2 separate regions of the Mus musculus genome follow, and region 1 is linked to region 2. Evidence: chromatin contacts called from public HiChIP or PLAC-seq data. All regions are on one chromosome and are shown on one strand. The core of a region is the stretch at or near the end of the contact, and the rest is flanking DNA. Distances in the headings are between cores, read along the strand shown.

Region 1 (6,388 bases), core at 2,561-5,060, 83 kb after region 2:
TAATTAATTAATTAATTTTAATTAACCTTAACTATGAAGATCTACTCATTTTCATCTAGCTTTCTTGAAAACCTCATCTGCATTCTTGTGACTTTAGGATGGGTTTATTTGGCTAACATTTTGTCTATAACACTTTTCTTTCTAGGCCTATGTCCATTCAGGAGGTGAGCCTTCCATAAGGTTTGATCAGCCCTTTACCTCTTAGTTAGCAACTATCCCATCACCAGTCTCTAAGACAAATACAGGAGATTCCCTTCAATACCTACAGTTAAAATACTTCCTGGTTAAATCTCTAATAACAGACTCCACAGTGGCACAATGGCCCAACAAGATAACAGGAACAAAAAATAAGGTTTTTAAAATTTGTGTATGTGTGTTTGTATGTGCGTATGTGCATTCATATGTGTATTGTGTGTGCATATCTGTGTGAGCTCATGAGTGTGCAGTGCACTAAACCTGCGCAAGTGAGCACACGTGGAGGTCAGAGATTGATGTCGGATGTCTTCTTCTATCACTTTCTTTCCCCCCACCCCCCACAGTGAGCCTCACATGGGCTGCTGAGACAGCATTTCAGATCTCGATTTTTTATTAGATGTTTTCTTTATTTATATTGCAAATTTTATCCCCTTTCCTCATTTCCCCTCCAAAAACCCCCCACCCCATCCCCCCTCCCCTCGCTCACTAACCTACCCACTCCTGCTTCTTCTATCACTTTCTGCTTTGTTTTTCTGTGACAGGGTCTCTCACTGAACCTGAAGTTCACTGAACAGGGAGACCCCAGAATCTGCCTGACTCTGCCACCCAGCAGAGACGCTATAGGCTCACACTCCCTTGCCTGACTTTTACATGGGTTCTAGGGGTCTGAGTTCATGTCTCCATGCTTGTACAAAAGGGACATTATCCACTGAGCCATCTCCCCAGGCAGACAAGATCTTATTAGCAAAAATGTATTGCCTCTTCCAAAATAAGCTTTTATCTTCTCCTCAGTTATCCTGAGATGATGAACATTTGCCAATATTCCCTATAACAAATGAATCATTATTTATGTTTGAAACTAAACATAACCTAGAGCTATAAACCACTGAGCTAACTAACTATTGAACTTGCTAGAAAGCCATTCACTGCAGTCATTCCGAGAAAATAACTGATTTTCATATGAGTCTAGGAATAAATCAACCAAGACAGCCCCGGGTGGAGTCTGGCTTGGTGGCTCTCCTTTGAGAGAACACACGATTCTGTGCCAGCCCCAATGCATGAGGGGATCCCCCACAAAAGCTAAACACCATAACTCAGAGTCCTTTCTGAGACTGCACTGACCCGTGAACACAGCATTCCTGAATGCTGTTCGTGTTTTATCATTAGCAAAAGACTCAAAAAAAGAACTAAGATCTTGTTCCTTTATTTTCATGTGTCACCTATTTTAATTTTAGGTTACTATGGCAAGTATGTTTCACTAATAAAAAGTCTTGAAAATAAAATATATGAAAACAGAATAACCAGCAGCTATAAGCCCATTCTTCATATAGTTCAGCATATTCTGCCTCAACCTTTCTTCTCAGTAGTATTTTTATGTAATTAAAAAAGTCCTGCTCCTGTTTTGTTGACAGCATCATATCATAAGAATATTCCAAAAATGTCATTTTACTGGTGGTATTCCTTCATTTGGACAAACAAGTGACTTTTAGGTATAATGTTTGTGTTTAATAAACATCTGTCTTGGTCTACTCCCCCTACCAAAGAAATAAATTCTATGCTTATAAGCTACATGGTCATAGAGGCTGAGACATTCAAAGTCAAGACACAAGCCATCAGGCTCTGTATATGATGAGGGCTGAGTCTCTATAGATAGGGTCATGTGTCCTTGAATGGGGGAAAGGAACAACGGTTTGTCCCTCAACTCTAGATCCCACCTTTGTCACAAGAGGTCCCATATGGGGACTGAGTATCGATAAAGGCTTCACAAACATACATTCAGACCACAGCAATGACTCTTTAAAAGACACAACCCCATCTTAGGAAACTTAGAAAACAGGAGAAAGCATAAAGGAGGGAAGGTGGCTAACTTTCTAGGTATGGGTATGGTGGCTTGAAAACTGAAGAAAATACCCAACGGCCTGCTGTTTGGAGAAGCCCATGGCACGGATAGGCACTCTGTCATCCCTTTCCTGATTCTAACACAACTAAAAAACATCAGCAGTCCATGGTTCATAGAGATGGTGGTAGACACAAATTATGAGCAGATATCCCTTCCTCCAAACTATGTCTCCGTGGCTGTATCATGACATCATCGCCTTCATCACTGTCACTTCCAACAACTTGCCCACAGTTTCCACTGATACCACCACTACCACCACTATCATATCTACCACCACCACTATTACCAGCGACCTCCTCTGTCACTGATACCCTAAGATCTCTATATCACTCCATTACGTCTACTGTCTACCTTCCATCACTTCTACTACAAAAATCTCTGTCACTTCTCCCTTTTCCACCTGCTCTGTTACTCTGCTATCATCTCCTCCATCTCTACTACCATCCGTTACCTTCCACTCATCCCCACCATCCCTAGTATCACTGCTATTACCTGTACGTGTGTAGTCTATGTAATAATTGTCTAGGTGTAATCCTTGGTGTCTAGGATGTCACATCATCCATCCAGAAACCCTCTCTACTATCACCTGTAGTAAAAATTTGGGTTTCTTTTAAAATGCAGCTATACTACATGAATATATTTTTGTTTTAATCCCAGGTGTGGGATACAGGGCTGCTTCAGAGCATCCACATCTGCTGACTATGATTGCCTTGTGCTCTAGGAAGGACATGATTTTTGCCAACTACAGACAGTTTGTGTTTGGAATTCTGGAGATTCTTGAGAGTGTATAAATTTGATAGCCTGAGAGGGTTTATGGCAGCTGCTGCCCCCACTGCTTCTGGCTCCTGTTCCTGCTCCATTTGCTCTTGTTGGATTACTGGTTTTCTGTTTTGTTAGATTGCTGGATGGAGATTGGATTTGGCCCAAGGAACCTGACAGCCCTAGTCAGCAGGAAGTAGTCTAAAGAGGTCTAGGTTCCCTTTCCCCTCTAACCTTCTTTGTCTCCTACCTAGTGTTGGGTTGAAAGGAAGTTGGATGGAATAAAGGTTGGAAGGGTGGTAGACAATAGACACCAATAATGTACCCCAAGAAGTACACTGACAATCATCATCATTTTCACTCCACCTCTCCACCATCTCCTTCCCCTCTTCTGTCACCTCCACTGTCTGCAGTGTTCCTTCCCCTCTGCCATTTCCACCACCATAATATCACTCCCACTTTTCTGACATTTTTATATTCATTTCTCTATACATTCTTTCTTCTCCTCACACTCTCAGATCCTCCACTGCTTCAACCTAACCCTCTCTAAATGTTGCTTTCTCAGTTGCCTGGGTAACAGAAACAATGAATACTTGTCTTAGTCAGGGTTTGTATTCCTGCACAACACATCATGACCAAGAAGCAATTTGGGGAGGAAATGGTTTATTCAGCTTACACAAAACCAAGTAGTACAACACCTTTGCATGACCTTTATGAACAACTTTAATAATCATTTATTCATCCAATAAATATCACTAAGGGCATATGTTGTGGAAGTCACTCTTCTTAACCCTAAAAGTATAGCCATCCCCCAGTTTGCAAACCTTACTTTTCAGAATCGTCTTCACACATAAACGCCCATTATTTAAATGTCATACCCACTAACAACTTGTCAGCCTGTGCTTCAGCTGCTAGTTCACACTGCCCAGCCTCCAAGCCGGACAGAAAGCAGAAGTGATCTGCTCAAGAAGGCTACACAAGTCAAAAGGAAAGTCTCAAGCAATAGCCATGAAGTAATTTCTTATCTCTTGTTGCCACAGCAAGTTACCGCAGGAAAGAACTTCCTATTTCCATGTTCTAGCAATATGCATTGGCTCAATGCAATTTGCTTGAAATGGTCACACATGGCCTTCTCGAGAAAACGCACCTGACATATAAGTATAGTAGATAAAAGCAATAAAGGGTAGATTAAACAATATGCACACCGGATGTTACCTCCCCACTTGTATGATATGAGCCAAAAAGAAAAACCATTCTGCCCCTACTTCCCATGTAGCACAAGTCAGCGCATAGGAGCCAGGTTCTATCTATTACTGTACCATGCCCAGCACTGCACTGGGAATATGTGGGCCCCTGAAGTCTAATAAAGTCTACTAACGCAGTCAAAGATGCCTTATAAATCTGCCTCTTATAATGTAATTCTAATGTTTTTACATAAAGGAAATCTTAGCACTTCGCTTGCCTTCCGTGAAAGCCCCTACATCAACAACACCCAGCCCTTGCTGTCAAACCAGAGATGTTCTGTCTAGCCGGTGACCTCCAGCTGCCTGCACACAAAAGGGGAATTCTCCACAAAGAACACACCTTCTCTATTGTGGGGGAGAGGGAAGGATTCCCCCTCAGGATTTCTCCCCCAAATGAAACCTTCAGGACTCAAACACTGAAGTAAGCACTTCTAAATCAAACCACGGGCTGCAGCCCAAAGCAGCTCTCAATGCAGCCCTCAGGTAACAAGACGAGAACACACAGCAGATGTTCAACTCTCAACTTCACAGCTCTGGTGGAATCACAGGCCTGCGGCATGGTGCCTCAGAGCCTTCTGCTTCAGAAAAGCTGAGCCAACTTCACATCCCAAGAGCCCTATTACAGACCTGGCTGTTCTAAAGACACAGAGTACCTTCATATCACCCAGCAATTGCTTCGACATCAAAGTGTGGCTTTACTTACATGCAATAGAAAGAGAGCCCATCCAAGAGCTGTTTCTGGATCCCTGACCTCACAAAGCCCATGCTAATCTAAGGCCAAGTCTGAAGATGCCACTCCAAGCATCCGCGGATCTGGAGGCTCAGCCCACACAAGACTACTATTAGAGGCTAACTAGAGAAGAAAGCGATTTCAAAAGAAGGGGAAGTGTCATCTCTACTTCCTCAATTCTGTTCATCTTCTTTCTTGCTCTTCTTGAGCCCTCCAGGACATAGCATTTCAAAGCAGTCATGGCCCATCTGTCTGACTTCGTTTATCACAGAAGACTCCCCAGTGTGTTCCTTCCCAGTACACGTGGATGAAGCCCTCCCTGGCTTACCTTTCCTGGTTGAGAAGTGATTCATGGGCACGAGCGTGTCAGTATGGGCAAAGCTTCTCTTGCCGTGTTGGCTAAGGGCTGGAGAATGGCTCAGCAGTTAAGCTCTTCCAGAGGATAGACACACAATCACCTGTAACTCCAGCTTCAGGTGGATCTGACCCCAGGCTAGGTTCAGACATCGGATCTGATCATCTTTAGATTCAAAGCTTTCTATATCTCTATGTCCTCTCTCCCAACAATTTGATGTACTAAAGAGGAAAATACAGGTGAACTTGCTAAAAGTTCTTTCTAAGCATCGAGTTTTGGGCTGGGGAAACAGCTCTGTCACTGAAGTATCCATCATGCAAGCATGAGGACTGGAGTTTGTGTCTTCAACAGCCATGTAGAAAGCCAAGCACAGCAACACCCAAGCAGTGCGGAGAAGCGTGGAGACAAGTAGACTCCTGGATAAACAATCTAACTATTGATAAGTACCAGGTCCAATAAGAAACTATGTCTCAAAAACAATAATAAAGTGGATAATGATAGAGAAAGACACCCGTTGTTACCCTCTGGTTTCCATACCACCCTCATAATGATTTCTCTGTACCACTGTGATAGGGACAAAGCCTGTAGCCTATGAACATTTTGAATAATATCCACAAACCATATCCATATCCAAGCTAGCACGTATCCTTCACGGCTTAATAGATCACTTGTAAAACTCAACAGCTTCTTCCAACAAATATCAAGTAAATTGTGGTATCTGTGATGAGGAATCTAAGTCCAGTTTCTCCAGGTTCTCTAGCTAAAGATGTTTAACCAGGCTTCAATTGGGATGTCAGGAGGAGCAGCTATCTCAAGGCTTCACGGTAAAAGTGACTTCTAACAAGATGGCTCATGGGATTGTTGGCAGAGTTCAGTTTCTCATGATCTATGGGATTGGGGGCCCTCAACTCAATAACTATTGCCTTCAAACCAACCTCAGTTCCTCCTCACACAGCCCTCTCCTTTAGACAGCCTGTAACATGGCAACTGGTGACATCAGAGTGACCAGTGAAGAAGTCACCTCTGCAATCCAATACCAGAAGCCACATTTCTAATACTGTATGGATTACAAATGAGCTACTTGGTCCAACTGGCCTCACTGGAAAGCTGGAGATTACAAAAGGGAAACTCCAGAAGGGAATAATTAAGGGGTCTATCACAGAAGGCTTCCTGCCATAATACAGAAAACCTTCATCCAAAGTCAA
Region 2 (6,478 bases), core at 1,750-4,249:
TATATACAAAGTCACAAAGAATAGAGTCACAAAGTCCTCTAAGAAGAATAAGGAACAGACTGCTAATTAAATCTTAATTGAGGTCTACCCATAACAAATACACAATTGAGATGTCAGGAATGACTGCAGCAAAGAGAGAAAGCAAAACAACATGAGAAGTCCTCCACAGAAAACTCTTTCTTCTGTACACCATTTATAATCCTCTATCTCCCTGGGCAATTAACAGCAAGCTGATTCTCAGGCTAATGCTACTAATTTAATGACACTAAAGTACATGACCAGTATCCCAAAGCTTACTTTCTGCATCTAATGAAAACACACAGGGATGGGGAACCCACAGGCATCTAAGACTCCATCTTCTTCCCCCTCCCTAGTCTAAGCCAACATGGCTGCTCCATACAGAAGAGTGAGATTCCTGATGTCTAAGATTAGGGATGTCTGAAACCTAAAAGTAACCTGCTCTACTCTCCTAAGAGAAACAGAAGCTGAAGAAGCCAAATGAGCCAAGTGGTAATTGTGTGGGTCCAGAGAGGACGTTTTCACATTCTACTAAGACAGGGATGGTGCCATCTGGCGGAAAGATGGGAGAGATATGCTAAATGGCCTGTTTATCTCTGAGCCCTGTTATGTCCCATAGATGCAGCAGTTCCAATACCCAACTATCCCACAGACTCAAGAAATCCCCCAGTGCTATGTATAGGGTAACTGAGATCAGCTTGTCTTAAGGAGCATCTAGGTGACAGTCACTCCATGATAACTACCCAAAATGCCATAGCTTAGAATAATAGGAAATAGAAGCTGGAGAGATGACTCAGTAGATAAAAATGCTTGTGGCCAAGGTAGACCACTTGAGTTAAATCCCAGGGACCTATGCTATAGAAACAATTCCTTATTGTAAGTTGTCCTGTGACTTCCACACATGAGTGATGACACACATATACCCAAACACACACACACACACACACACACACACACACACACATACAATCAATCAATAATAAATAAATAAATAAATAAATAAATAATTCAAAAATTAAAAATAAAATAATAGAAAACATAAAATATTTATGTTAACCTTAATTTCACTTAAGAAGGAAGTTGTATTTGTTTGGAAATCTACCCAGTCCTGGGTTGGCTTCATTTAGCACTGGTCCCTTAAATGGTTTAACAGAGCGTCTCTATGGGTATTTCTTCTACAACAAAGGGACCCCAGTTCTCTCAAGATCTGCAATGGATTCCCATTCACCAGAGTCAGTGACAGATCCACCAGCAAAGCTCTTCCACAACACTAACATTCCTCTCAGAATGTCTCTAGAGGCAAAGGACAATACAATAACTTCATTTCCAGCTCTTTTTCTACAGCCAAACCATGAAGCTCACCCCAGTAGCGTGTGCCCATCAAAGGATAAATTCAGCAACTATCTCAGTGAATGTTGCCCTCTACAATGCTTGGACACCAATGTCACCATGGAACAATGTCACCAGTCCCTCCACAAGGCTGGCATACAGGTTAGCCATCCCAAACCAACCCATCTCAGGAGAAGAGAAGGTAGTGGATAAAGGATGGAGATCACTCCCTGAACTGATGGATTAATATCCTCAATAGAGGGCAAAGCTGAGTCCCTTTTTAATAGACCTTAGCAATGCAACCTCCCCCACCACCACCACACACACACACACACACACACACACACACACACACACACACACACACACACACACAAATGATATCCAGACAGATCCTGAAACTATTAGGATCTCACAAAATAATAAAATCAGGGGAACCCGAGGGCTCTTTCCTTAAGCAAGGATATATTTAGGGCCCCTTTTCTTCCTCTCCAATCAGAATAATGAAGCCAGATGGCTTCTCCCGAACAGCACAGCTCATTAACCTACATGGTTCCTGGGGCAGAAATGAGTCCCCTAACAAATCTGCTAGCTTGCTCTGTTCCAACTCGCAGAGAATCCCTTCCGCATGGGCATCCTCCGGCCAGCACTCTGGAAGCCACGCTTTGGTAAAGGGGCTAGGGCAGGAGGAGGTCACTCACCATTTGATTGCTATACCAATACAGCGATGAGCCCTTCAGCACCACCCAGAACTTTTTCCATTTGTTGCTTAGAAAAGTTCCCTTTTCCTTTTTCTTGTACAGCCAACCCTGGCAGTCAGCGTGGCCCAGATCTTTACAGGATATCCTTCTCCGACTCATGTTGAAAAACCCTGCAAGAGTTGCATGGACAGGTGAGTGTGACCCGGACTCAGGTGACAAAATAAAAGGCAAGGTTTAGCTTTTTGCACGGCGAGGATTAGACGTTTTCATTCATGCAAAGTGAATATTTTTTTAAAAATCATGTATCTGTTCTATTTTTAAACCTCCATTCCGTGCCTAGAAAACCCGGGCAAAGACACTTATATGCAAGTATGGGTCTAAGAACCTGAGTTAAAGAGAGTAAGTTGAAAACGTTAGACTCAGGGGCTGGAAGCCACATTGTGGTAGACACGCCGGTTCTTCCCACAATAACAGAGGCAGTTATGCAATAGGAACGGAAGGGTTAAAGCCCACCTAGGAACACGGTGACTTCCCGGACTCAGTGCCAGCTTCTCAAAAAAAAAAAAAAAAAAAATTAATCTGGCACCCATCTCCTGATATTAAGATTCAGACAGTCAAGAATCTGATCCCCCCACCCCAACCCACCCCAAGGAGGCATCCAGGAGAGAGAGAGAGAAAAAAAATCACACTAACGGACAAGAAAGGAATAAAGGAACAAAAGGAATCGAATTACCTTGAGTTTTCTTCCTGGGCTTCTGACGCAAGGGAACCTGCTGGAAATGCAGGAAGGAAAGAAAAGAGAAAATTTCTGATTGTGTTGTAACATTTGTAAAGAGAGAGGGAGGGAGGGGGTGGCAGTGTTTATGAGCGGGGTGGATTCTAAAAAAGAAAAAAAGCCTCTCCAAGCAGAGCTCAAGGGAAGCTACCAGCTGAGGCACAAAATGTGCTAATTAGAATCGATATACATTGAGCCGAACCTGGGAAAAAGAGTAACAGGCATGTATGCACCGCTTCCTGTTTCCTCCCACAAGCAGCTCTTGCTACTGCTTAGGTTAGCATGGCACAGGCTTTGTTGAAGTTTGAAAACATCATGAAATACATTTCAAGAAACAATTATCTTTTCTTTCTCCCCTTAGTTTCTAAATCATATCAACTATTTTAAGTAAAACTGGAGAATAATTGTTTCCATCTCAAGCTATTAAATGCTCACATCACACTAACTTCGTGGTCTTGCTAATATGCAGGAAAAATTATTTATCTCTTCTTGGACTCTTCAGAGACTCTAAAGCCCCTCGATTGAGAATTTCTTATTTGCAGCCTAATATACATATCTCATTCTATCTTTATCTCTGAATATTTCTCACATGTCTTATAGAAGATAAATATTCAAATATTCAAATCAGACATGAGGATTTATACAAAATACACACATTTCTCACAGCACATTTTCATCAAGTCATATGAAATCAGATTCCAAAAAACACTGGGAATCCCAAAGGAAAAAATATGCTTGCAAATGCCTCTCCTGCTGTGTCTGTCTGTCTGTCTGTGTACATGTATGTATACAAACATTAGACAGAATTTTAGCTTTAGAAAACTTCATTTTTCTTCCACGGCATCTATGCTAAAATCCTTCAGGTTTAAATAGATTTCATTTATGTTAACAAGCAGAGATTTTTTTTTAATTTTTAAGCATTCAATTAAAATGTTCTAAAAGTTGGTAGGTAACTTCATGAAATGTATGGTTCTCTGGCTGCATCTGGCTAGAAGTCCACATATCTAACTACTGATGGATGGCAGCTGTGGCTCTGCCATATGTTTACAAGGGAATAGAACCTATACTGAAAATAGGAATTTTTTTAAAGCAACAGGCCAAGATTTAACAAGGAAAATTCACTCAATATTACCCAAGGAAAAGTCACTCTAAGCCCATAAATATGTATGTATGTATGTAAGTATGTATGCATGTGTGTATATATGTATGTAAGTTTGTATGTGTGTATATGTATGTAAGTACGTATGTGTGTATGTATGTATGCATGTATGTAAGTGTGTATGTATGTATGTAAGTTTGTATGTATGTAAGTATGTATGTATGCATGTATTTAAGTGTGTATGTATTTATGTAAGTTTGTATGTGTGTGTATGTATGTATGTATGTAAGTATGTATGTGTGTATGTATGTATGCATGTATGTAAGTGTGTATTATGTATGTAAGCATGTATGTATGTATGTATGTGTGTATGTATGTATGATTTCTAATCCCATAAGTCTCAAGCATATCTGCCAAGATTTATTTGTGAAAATATTCTGATAACTAAAAATCCTGTTCCTGTAAATAACCACATATCAATGCATCATGGAGTGTACAAAGATAAGCAAACACTTAATAAGCAAAACCCATCATCTTAGAGTAAGGATGACTCCCATTTCCCTCAGCAGGGAGGTTGGAGTTGAGGTTAAATTGTTTTTCTTCATGGATACAAGACCAGGGAAACCCTGAGTTGGCTTTGTTTTGTTTTGTTTTAGAAACATCCTTTCTTCCCTTGGATCATTGATTGATCTCTTTGAGGGCAATTTTTAAACAGATTCAACATGTGTCAGTCATGGCCTGCTAATCAAGTCTAAACACACTGTCCTGTTAAGGAGCTCCATCTATCTTTCCTTCCCCGAATATTTCCCACACTACCAACTTCTTGGTCTACGATTCTCTACTATTCCTTAGTCTCTGGGCTAATTTTTTATTTTTTATTTATTTTTTTTTTATTTTTACACCACTATCCTGAGATCAAGAAACCCAATTAGTACCTACTGGTCACACAATATTGTCCAAATTGAGTGCTGGGGCTGATGACACAGGTAATAAATGAACTTCCTTGTAGGTAAGACTTGGGGACTCTGGGATCCTAAAAGGCAAGCAAAGTAACTAAGAACCAGGGTTGTGGGAAAAAGCAGAGATGGCCAAGTTGATTCCTAGAAGGCTGGAAGCCCAGGTAAACAAGATGAAACTACATTGTTTCAAACAGCAACAGCAGCTTTTAAAAAGAACCCCCAAGTAGGACACAATGCCTGGGGAACAGCTTTGAAGTCTGGAAGGAAAGAACAGAAGAGGTTTTGTATTCTTTGGCTCCTGGTGCATGGAACAGGGACCTGAGTCTCCATTGTGTGATGGCTCCCAGGGACACTGCTGGCTCTTCAGCTCCACCATCAAGCCTAAGGTGGTTTCCAGAGAAATCCAAGTCAAAACTGTGCGTCTTCATGTCTCCTATTATCAGTCCCAGGTCTACAGCTAGATTCTTGCACTGAGTCTGGGTTGAGAGTTGGACATCCACATCAGGTCAACAGTCCCCTGAGCAGTGTTCCATCACTTCCAGCAAGCTCCTTGCCATCCAACCCTGCCCTGACAGCCCTTCCTCACGGCAAAGCTGCTAACTGAAATAACAAACTAGTGAGGGTTTCAGTTTCACTTGATAGATGTGACTATGAAACCCCCAACTGTTCTACAAGAAGTAATGAAAACAACCTTTGAGAGCTTTACAGAGTCTTAAGACACATTTTCCTCCTCACAACAGGAAGTGGAACCCATGAACTAGTCAGTTTCAAGACCTTCATGTGGCTTTCTCACTGGGTAGGTTGAAAACACTGACAGGCGATTGAGCAATTTATGAGACCATTTCAACCTTCACAGATATTTAAAGTTTAATGAGCTATTTCTCCCAACCTATTTTCTTCCTGTTTGAATGACATAGAGAAAACTGACATCTTATTCTAATAAATAAATAAGTTTTCTCTAAAATAGATCTAAAACTTGGGGGTCAATTCTCTAGGAAAATATATGCATAGTTTTTAATTGAAGAAAAGTAGACTTTTCTTTTGGCCTTGGAACAAGTGTCTCATTTGAGGGCTGAGGAGATGGCACAGTCAGTAAAGTGCTTGCTGAAAGGCTTGAGGGCCTCAGGTAGATGCCTAGAAACCATGCTTAAAATCCAGATGTGGTGATATGATTGTAATGCCAGTATTAGGGAGGCAGAAACATGCAGATTGCTGGAACTTGTTAGCTAGCCAGAGCTTCGGGACAATGAGAGACTCAAATAACAAAATGTATGTATGGTTTCTCAGAGTAATACCTGAGGTTGACCTTTGACCTCCCCCCACACACATGCAATTACTCATACATGTTCAATGATCCTAGTCTTTAGCAAGAATTACACAGTAATGTGTTGACATTCTAGTTTCATTTCTGTGAAACACCATGACAAAAAGCAAACTGTAGGGAGACGGGTTTATTTTAACTTATAATTCCAGCTTTAAGCCATTACTATTGAGGAAGTCACAAGTGTGGAAACCTGAAGCCACTGATCACATCACAGCCACATTCAAGAGTAGAAAGAAATAAATGCTTATATGCCCACTCGCTTCCTTGTTCTCA

Evidence for each region. HiChIP or PLAC-seq counts read pairs in DNA pulled down with a chosen protein or histone mark.
Region 1: a contact with region 2 is called in an H3K27ac HiChIP or PLAC-seq map of the HPC-7 cell line, with 9 times the contacts expected there. The contact joins the enhancer-like site here to the promoter of Ipcef1 in region 2. A contact is called at or near these places in 1 of 39 promoter capture datasets (neutrophils), 15 of 484 Hi-C or Micro-C datasets (the HPC-5 cell line, LSK cells, bone marrow and 11 more), 4 of 115 datasets of contacts at active chromatin or transcription factors (CD8 T cells, the HPC-7 cell line, bone marrow-derived macrophages and 1 more) and 2 of 9 other capture datasets (adipose tissue and liver).

What each region holds. Positions count from the first base shown.
Region 1 is chr10:7,059,326-7,065,713 of GRCm38.p6, forward strand. No RefSeq gene overlaps it. Among named protein-coding and RNA genes, the nearest start is that of Ipcef1, 82 kb to the left of the region's middle. Within about 2 kb of position 3,811, at least 66 of the 459 cell types and tissues checked have an H3K27ac peak or open chromatin away from gene starts, as enhancers often do. A contact at or near this core is called in the HPC-7 cell line, adipose tissue, bone marrow and 7 more, where this site is marked.
Region 2 is chr10:6,977,466-6,983,943 of GRCm38.p6, forward strand. It overlaps Ipcef1 (interaction protein for cytohesin exchange factors 1), which reads right to left and starts at 3,000. Exons shown (of 9, transcript NM_001170800.1): 1 at 2,782-3,000; 2 at 2,049-2,218. The coding sequence starts at 2,207. It also overlaps a transcript of Oprm1 not described here.